2 separate regions of the Zea mays genome follow, and region 2 is linked to region 1. Evidence: chromatin contacts called from public Hi-C data. All regions are on one chromosome and are shown on one strand. Each heading gives the region's core, a stretch centred on a gene start, on an enhancer-like site or on the middle of the called end of the contact. The rest is flanking DNA. Distances are from core to core; before and after follow the strand shown. Region 1 holds the start of LOC100283491. Region 2 holds the start of LOC100194223.

The links. Hi-C and Micro-C count contacts between places; a contact is called where the count stands out from the background.
Region 2: a Hi-C map of ear shows a contact between it and region 1, with 2.1 times the contacts expected there. The contact joins the promoter of LOC100194223 here to the promoter of LOC100283491 in region 1. A contact is called at or near these places in 2 of 25 Hi-C or Micro-C datasets (ear and tassel).

Annotation. Positions count from the first base shown.
Region 1 is chr1:196,759,373-196,763,965 of Zm-B73-REFERENCE-NAM-5.0, forward strand. LOC100283491 reads right to left here and starts at 1,408. Exons shown (of 2, transcript NM_001156391.1): 1 at 1,207-1,408; 2 at 1-1,016. The coding sequence starts at 898.
Region 2 is chr1:197,367,509-197,371,764 of Zm-B73-REFERENCE-NAM-5.0, forward strand. LOC100194223 reads left to right here and starts at 1,458. Exons shown (of 6, transcript NM_001139264.1): 1 at 1,458-1,688. The coding sequence starts at 1,594.

The DNA of each region.
Region 1 (4,593 bases), core at 158-2,657:
GGCGCTTTGTGCTCATTGGCAGTGGATACGTTGAAATAGCAGTCGTGCAGCATGCAGACTGCCAGCCACCTGCACCCCACCGATAGCATTGCTGGGGAGTTCCAGTGCATGAGCACACTGGTGTTGGTAAGTTGGCAAGGTCCAACTCAATACCGTTAATCACCATCCCCACAGCCTTCTTAGGGCCCCTCCTACGGGGTGCATGCCCATTAAGTGCCCCACCCTCTGGCAGAACAGCAACCTTCTTAGGCTTCTTAGGCTTTGGTGACTTAGGCTGCCGACTCTGCTGCTGGCCTCGCTGCCTCTTTTTCACAGGTGGCCCGGTACTAACCACAGAGTGATCCTCAATTGGCGGAGGTGGCGCTTCGTCTCCCTTGCATGGAGGAGGCTCCTGAAGCTGTGACTCAAGCTGTGGTTGCATCATCTGGAGAGTATGTTGTGCATCTGATATTGACCCATAGCCAGTAGGATGGTGATGCACGATATGCCCACCATGCACAGGATGGCTACCATGGCCTGGATGCCCAACATGCCCAGCTGGTACGGTAGGGCGAGAATGAAGGACCTTCTGGTCATGGGGATGTTGGTGGTGGTGCGATGGGTGCAGCCAAGCTTCATTGCGTGAGAAGTCCATGTGGATAGAGTGCTGCTCGGTGGGCATGCCACCAGAGGCTCCTCCACCGCAAGTGGAATCACGATAATGTTGCGACTGCTGTGCATGGAGCTGGTGCGATGCATTGTGATGCCCATGCTGCTGCAAGAAACCAGCTCTCGGGAGCAGTGGCTTCGTGTCCCGGTCAGGTGGCATGGACGACATGAGCTGCAGGCCTAGGTTGCCCTTCATGGTGTCGTAGAAGCCCCAATTCCGAATGCCCAGGCTGCCATCGTCGTCGTCCATCTGCGGCTACGGAAAAAGCAAATCCACCTCCAGAGACCACAATTTGGAGGAGAAAACCGGACCTTGTCGCAGTTCTGATCAGCCCATCTCCGCAATCGCCCCCCCCAATCGGAAGTCCCTACACACCCATTCTGTCACTCAGATAGAGCATCAAGGTTCCGACAGAAGCAGACCGAAAAAATGCAAAATTCCAGGGCACCGTAACCAAACCCTAGATTCCAAATCGAATCCAAACCGGTGGGCGTAATATATGCCTACAGTGAAGCAGCCAGATCCAGATAAAAATGCAAGGGAAGCGGCGGTCGAACCTGGCGATGCTCGTCGCCGGCGAAGACAAGGGCGCCGCCGCAATCCCAGCCGTCGACGAAGGGGTAGAAGGGGGCTGGGTACGGGAGGCCAACGGATCCCTCTGCTACTTCGGCGTGTCGTCGTTCTTGAATCTTGACCTCTCCTATCCAACGCCCGGGCACCGCCCAGCGCCTCCTCCCTCAGATTCCTATAGCAAGCTGCTCACACGCAGCACGCAGGGCCCAGTGCACACCCCCCTCTGTAGGTTCAGGTGCCCACAAGCACGGCCCAGTAGAGCCCTACACTTGTCCATCTTCAGGCCCAACAATAACAAAATGGCCTTCGGTCCGCCAAGATATTTTCTTGTCCTTTCCATGCTACCTTTTTTTTTTGAAACATATTTGGTTCAACTATATATATTGGTGCAACTGTATAATCAAAAGATAAATAATAAAGGTAGATTAATATAATACACATGTGTTGTGACGGCCTCTCCAACTTTCATGTCCCCTTCTCCCTCATGGCCCCATGCATCCTCACCCTAGCCAAGCCAAGGGCACGTCCATGAAGGCGCTCACCAAGAATACGTTCAACAATCTCTCCTCCCGTATCCACACTGGCTTTGAACACGACGTTATCCATGCCCTGCTCACCGACATCGGTCTCTCCTCTACCAACACGTCGATGTCGTCGTCACCGACCCACTTCTCTAGTCTCATATGGACATATTTGAGTCATGCATCATCGCCCTCATAACCGCATGGCGTGATGTCGCGTCCGAGATCCAGTTCGACGTATCCTAGTATGGCCACGGCGACAGAGGCACACATCCACTGCAACTCTAGTAAATCCAAGGAAATAACGAGTTGTGGGGAGGACGTCTCGGGCACGACGAGAGAGGTGCATGCCTGCTAGCTCGAGGCCAAGTTATAGTGTGTTGTTTTTCTCTGACGAGACAAGTCTTAGGGGGTGTTTGGTTTCTAGAGACTAATTTTTAGTCCCTCCACTTAATTCCATTTTAGTCCCTAAATTACTAAATATAGAAACTAAAACTCTATTTTAGTTTCCCTATTTAACAATTTATGAACTAAAATGGAATTAAGTGGAGGGACTAAAGTTTAGTCCCTATAAACCAAACACCCCCTTATCTTGTAATACCCAAAGTATGTATATAATGAGAATATAGTTGATTTCCTTGTATGGTTTGCCCCCATTTATTTGAGCATTAGAATAGCCATGAATGAATAATTACACAAATGACACATAAGAAACATGTGCATCCTGTTGGAGTTTATTTGTGTGTGCATTTGATAATAATAAAGAAGATATTAATAGAAATTCAATAATGTCCAAATTTGAATTTAAAACCTAAATTTGGAAATTAAAATGTGGAGAAAAGAAGAAAAGAAATACTATAAAATACAAAACAAAATTTATAAAAATATAAAATCTATCCATATTTGCAAGATTAAAATCTACCTTTAATTTGAGTACAAAATTCACATTCATAGTTGAAGTTCAAATTGGGAATTGAAAATAAAAGGAAAAAGAAAACCAGAAAAAAGGAAAAAGCCTATTATGCCGCGTGGGCCAATATTGCGCGTGTTGGCCCAGCAATCCGTGCGGCCCAATCCCCCTTCCACCGCGCGCGCAGCCGACTGACGTGTGGGACCCGTTGTCATCCGGTCAGCCACGATCCCTGTTCATCTCCTCACATGCGCCGATATCCTCACGCGGTAGTTGCAATCTTCCGACGCGCTCGCCCAGCTGGCCGAGGCTTCACCTCAAATAGCTAGCGCCGGGGTCTCCGCCACTCCTCCGTGCCTCTAACTACTCAGTACCCGTGAGCTTTGGCTGTGAGATCGGAAGTCGTTCACAGAGGGTGTGCGCCGTCGTCGTGCGCAGTTAGCAGAGAGAGTTGGAGAGCTCACCGCCCCCCACCATCGCCAGGCCTTGTGGAATCACCATCGGGTTCGCCAGGGCACCACCGGCAAGCGAAGGCAATTGGAGGGACGGGTGGAATTCTACGTTGACCTCACCCGCCGCCATGTAATTCCGTCGCTGCCGGGGCATCACTTCGGTCGCCCCGATTCAAGGTATGGAAGAGAACCTCACCAATTCGCCTAATTAACCTGTAAGTAAAAACACCTTCTCGCGTTAAGCCGCCACCACGGAAATGCCGGTAATCGTTGCCAGAATTTGGGAAGCCCCCATCGGGCCCCACTCTTCCGTAGACCATAGTTTTCACTGACCCTACACATGAATTGATTCGTTGGATCGATTCGCCGTGACTCGAGCTCGGTGTGGGAAGTTTTAATCGGGCTATAGTTATCCAGTTGGTTTGGGCGGTCGTCGCAAGCGGTGTTCGCCGTCGTGGGCTCGCTGCGCCGTCACCCACGTCCGGCCAGATGGTGTGGCTTGTCCTAGACCATTGATTCCGTAACTTGTGGTCAGGATTAGACGATGAGGATACCGATTTGGTGGGAGTATGGCCCGTCCGATCAGGATCGGATGGGGGAAAGTGGAGTTGTGTGCCATTAATCCGTAGCCATTCACTTTAAATCCGATGGCCAGAGCGGATCTCGTATCCTTGGGTGCTTAGATCTAATCCTGACCGCTGGCGCGATCGGACGGCCCAGGGCAGCCGATACCCTTTCGCTGAGCAAATTTTATATAAGAGACCTTGGCAAATCTAATATTAACCCGCAGTCCAATAGCAGTGTAGAATGGGTCTAGGGCACTTATGCGCAGTTGCCCCTGGATTCTTTAGATATCTTGTGCGCAGTACTGGAAGCTGGTAAAAAGAATAAAGGAATTAAAGGAAATGATTTTCAGTTTTAAAATAATTCCAGGACTTGTTTAATTCATATAAAATTTATTATTACTCCTTTTTAGTCTATTCCAGTTCCTATAATTTCGTAATAATATTGTTCATCACATAGTGTCTCTGTTTTAACATGAGAAGATTATTAAAATTAATCTCTTAATTAATCTTGTACCAAACACATGAAACCTTTGGAAATTCATAACTTAAAATCCATAACTCCGAATTTAATGATTATTTTTCCTATGATCTCATTTTAATATGTAGATTATTAATATGTATTTTTATACATGTTTGGTGTGATATTAATTTCTCTTTTGCACTATGCTTGTTTGTATTACAGCGAGTAGAAGAGCTAGTGGCTGAGGATCCCAATGTTCAGCAGGCAGAAGTTGCTGAGCAGGAGCTCATTGAAGGCAAGTTATGCCCTTGACCACTTTTATTACCCAATAATGTTCTTTATAATCATTTATTCATGCATATGTTTAATTTTGATGGGACCCAATAGGTCACCCTAGTCTGGTTATCCTTTTACCTTGTTCACCCCTGAATCATTTGGGTAGTTTTGCTATTGCTCTATATG
Region 2 (4,256 bases), core at 208-2,707, 610 kb after region 1:
AGCCTCAGCTCCGGAAGACGATGGACTCCGCCTCGTCCGACCCCAGGGCTCGGACTCAGCCTCGACCTCGGAGGAGCCTCCGCCTCGCCCGACCTCGGGCTCGGACTCGCCATGTCGCAAGGAAGGCCATCATTACCCTACCCCTAGCTAGCTCAGGCTACGGGGAACAAGACCGGCGTCCCATCTGGCTCGCCCCGGAAAACAAATAATGATGGCGCCCCGCGTGCTCCATGACGACGGTGGCTCTCAGCCCCTTACGGAAGCAAGGAGACGTCAGCAAGGACTCGACAGCCCCGACAGCTGTCCTTCCGCAGGGCTCCAGCTCTCCTCCGACGACCACGACATCACATGAACAGGGTGTCAAAACCTCTCCGACTACCACAACGGCATGTACTTAGGGCTCTATCTCCTCTCTGCTAGACACGTTAGCACACTGCTACACCCCCCATTGTACACCTGGACCCTCTCCTTACGCCTATAAAAGGAAGGTCCAGGGCTCTCATACGAGAAGGTTGGCCGCGCGGGGGAACGGACTGACGCCTAAGGCTCTCGCTCTCTCCCACGCGGACGCTTGTAACCCCCTACTGCAAGCGCACCCGACCTGGGCGCAGGGCAACACGAAGGCCGCAGGTTTCCCCTTTGCCTGTTCTCTTCCCCCCTTCGTGCTCCGTCTCGCGCCGACCCATCTGGGCTGGGACACGCGACGACAATTCACTCATCGTTCCAGGGACCCCCCGGGGTCGAAACGCCGACACTACTTAGTTCTAGTCTTTTAGACTGTGATGTGGTCATCTGATCAGTGCTTTCACTGCTTTGTCATTGAGTGATTGTGGGAGAGTCATTTTGTATTGTAATATACATTTGTAACAGATACAAACTTAATGACTAAACTTTGAGCTGGCTGCACTTTTTTTTCTTTCTAGGGTTTCTCACAAGGGTGAGTTTTACCTAGAAAGGTTTTTAATGAGGCAACATTGCACAAAACAGCTCATTTATTATATTTGTCTATATTTTCTACTGTTTTTTTAACTTTGGTTATATTTGTCTATATTTTCTGCTGTTTGGAAACTTTGGCAGGCTGGTGCTGGCACAATCCGTTTGTTTGAACGTGCCTAGCGGGCTGGTCCGGCACGAAAAGTGGCCCAGAGAACCGTGCCTGGACCAACGACCAGGCACGTGGGCTCTCCAGACACGGCCCATAGACCTAGGTCGGCCCGTTGGCTGATGGGTCGTGCTTGCTCGTGCCCGTGCCGGGTCGTGCCGGGCCGGCCTGTTGGCCATCTATACCAATGGATCACGTTCATGGATCACGCCAAAGCATGGGCCTGACGTCTTCGAAACTTCCAATGCCCAGGCCTAGAAATCTAAGTATTGGGCTGATTCTGCTCAAGCACAGGGCCCATACTACGGTGCCATCGCTCTCGCTCTCTCTCTCTCTCTCTCTCTCCAGACTCCACGACTCCACCGCTCCTCTGTCCTCTCCCCACCACCTCCTTGTATCTCTCCTCCCCTTCTGGCCGACGAAACCCTACGCGCGCGCGCTGCCAAGCCCTCGCCGCCGACGCCTACTCCGACTCCGACGCCGCAGTAGTGATGTACGCCGACAGGTCCTCGGGCAGGAAACGCTCTGTAATGGACCGCCTCGGGTCGGGCGGCGGCTCGCGCTCGCGGTCCGACGACGCAAAAAGGTACGCCTTCGAGCTCGTTTCGGTTCAAAATCGTTGCCCGCTCTCGCCGCTCCCGCGCTTGTTGGTGCTACATGGTCGCGGGTTCTGGGATGGATCGATAGCCAGAGCGTGGCGGCCGCGGAAATGTTGTTTAGGGGCTTCGAATCGAACGGTTCGTGTTGCCGGTGCTTTTAAGGCTTGCTTGCAAAGGCTTATTACCGTCGTCCGTCGCCAGTTGTGTTGTTTGTATACGGGATCCGGTCGGTAGTTAGTGTATGCAATGCTTGTGGTTGATTGTGTGAATCGGCGGATATAGATGCTTGTAGTACTGTTGCTGTTGTGTTTGGCTAATAGGTGCTTACATTCTAGCAATGAACTATTATACAGTTGTGTTTGGCTAATTGACTAACAACTAGCCAAGTGACAATAACATGTACCTGATATAAGCATGTATTCTGGTACAAGCATGGTGGCTGCGTATTGCATGCAACAAGCCTAAAACAAAAAAAAAAACTAATGAAACTAATAGGAGGTTCCGGTTGTAGATTGCCGAAACACACCCTACGTCCTGCAGTATAGATCTTGGAGCAGGGACACAGGGAGAGAAAAAGTAGGTCCTTGCTGCCTTTGCTCATTGGAGGTGTTAGAATACCTATTAGGGTTTGGGGCTTCCCCTTTGTAATTCCTCTCTCGGCCCCTTGTAATGGGCCTGGCCCAACTATCCCAAGTCTATTAATACATCACCCAACTCTATCCTAGGGTTAGGGTTTTCCATTCTCCAACTTGGTACCAGAGGCTTTTCTTTCTCTCCCTCCCACCTCCCTTCCAGCCGTTGACACCCAGTCCCGCCGTCGGCCACCCCTCCGCCTCACTCTCTCTCCTCTCCTTCCCCACCTTCGCCCCTCCGGCCGGCCGCCGTCCGGGTCCATGGGATCCACCCGCGGGTCCATGGGATCCACCCGCCTGCCTCCTCCGTGTGAGGCCAGTCGTGCCCTGCCCCGAATTCGCCTGTGCGCCGACGCCGCTTGCCCCCCATCGACGGCCGGGACGCGCCTCCCCCTAGGCGTCGCCACCAGGCCACGCCCGGAGCAGCCACCTGGTCGTCGGGCTCCGCGCTGCCCCCGAGGCTGGACCGCCGCGGACGCCCCTGTCCCTGCTGCTCCCTTCGGCCGGTCGGCTGCTCCCTTTGGCCGACCGGCTGCTCCCTTTGGCCGGACCGCCACGGACGCCCCTGCCTCAGCTGCTCCCTTCGGCCGGTCGGCTGCTCCCTTTGGCCGCCCGACTGCTCCCAGGGCTGCGCCGCCGCCGCCTGGGCGCACAACCACGTCTGCCACACACTCTACCGCCGGTCTTCTCCCAGCAGCAGCGCCGCTCGGCCTCAAGCGCCTGTCGTGCGAGCTCCTGCGAGGTCCCTGCTCTCCCCGCCAGCGCACTGCCCCTGCTTGGCCTCCCTCCATCCCGCGACCCTTCCTCGTGCCGCCCCGCGGCCATCGCGGCTGCTACCATCGCCTCGTCGTCCGGGCCCCCCCTTCTCGACGCACCCTGTCCCCTCGCCTGGACGCCGTGCCATCCCTCCTCGCTACTCGCGTGGTTGCGCCACTCCTACCAGTGCTGTCTCCACCCTCGTCGGTTCCATGTCTTCACCCCCGCCATACATGAGCTTTGCCTCGCCTGCTGCTCTCGTGACTCCTGGCTTCCACGACTCCTTCCTGGCTTCGCCCATTTCCACCGAACTCGCTGTGCGTGCCCTCCTGCACGACGACCAGCTCATCCGGGGCACATTCGTTTCCTTCGATCTGGTCTGGAACCCTATTCTCCAGGACTGCGTCGAGCTCCACCCTCAGGCGGGCCGTCACGTGCCTGGACCGCTTGTCTTCCCACGCGTTGTGACCGTCTCCCTAGCGGTCGAGCCTGTGTCATCTCCCTCCCCTCCTCGTGCCTCTAACGGGGCACCTCCTCTAGTCCTCTCCGCACACACCGTACTTTCGTCGCCACCACCTCCCTCTCCCACCACCGATTGGGTGATCTACTCTGGCGCCTCCTTCCACACTACTCCTACTGCTAGCTCGTTATCTTACTCCCACCCTCCACACCCCTCCCATCCTCCCTCTATCGTTGTCGGCAACGGCTCCACCCTCCCGGTCACCTCAGTAGGTGCATCGGTTCTTTCGGGACCGTTTTCCCTCAATGACGTCCTCGTTTCCCTCGGTCTGACTCATCCCCATCTCTTGGTTCGTCGCATCACTAGTGACAACCACTGTTCTATGGAGTTCGATCCCTGGGGGCTCACCATACGCCACCTCCCGACGCGTGCTGTGCTCGCTCGCTGTGACAGCTCCAGGCCCCTCTACTCTCTTCACTTGACCTCCACCCCCCCACCAGCGTAACCTCATCCCATGCTCTTGCTACTACCACCACCTCTGCCGTTTGGCATCGTCGTCTCGGGCACCCTGGACCTGATGTGATGTCCCAACTTTCCATCCGCTCAGGCATCTCCTATACTCGAGGCTCCTCTGAGCACCTATGTCATGCTTGTCAGCTCGGCCGTCACACTCGTCTTCCTTTTTCCACCTCCACGTCCCGAGCTGC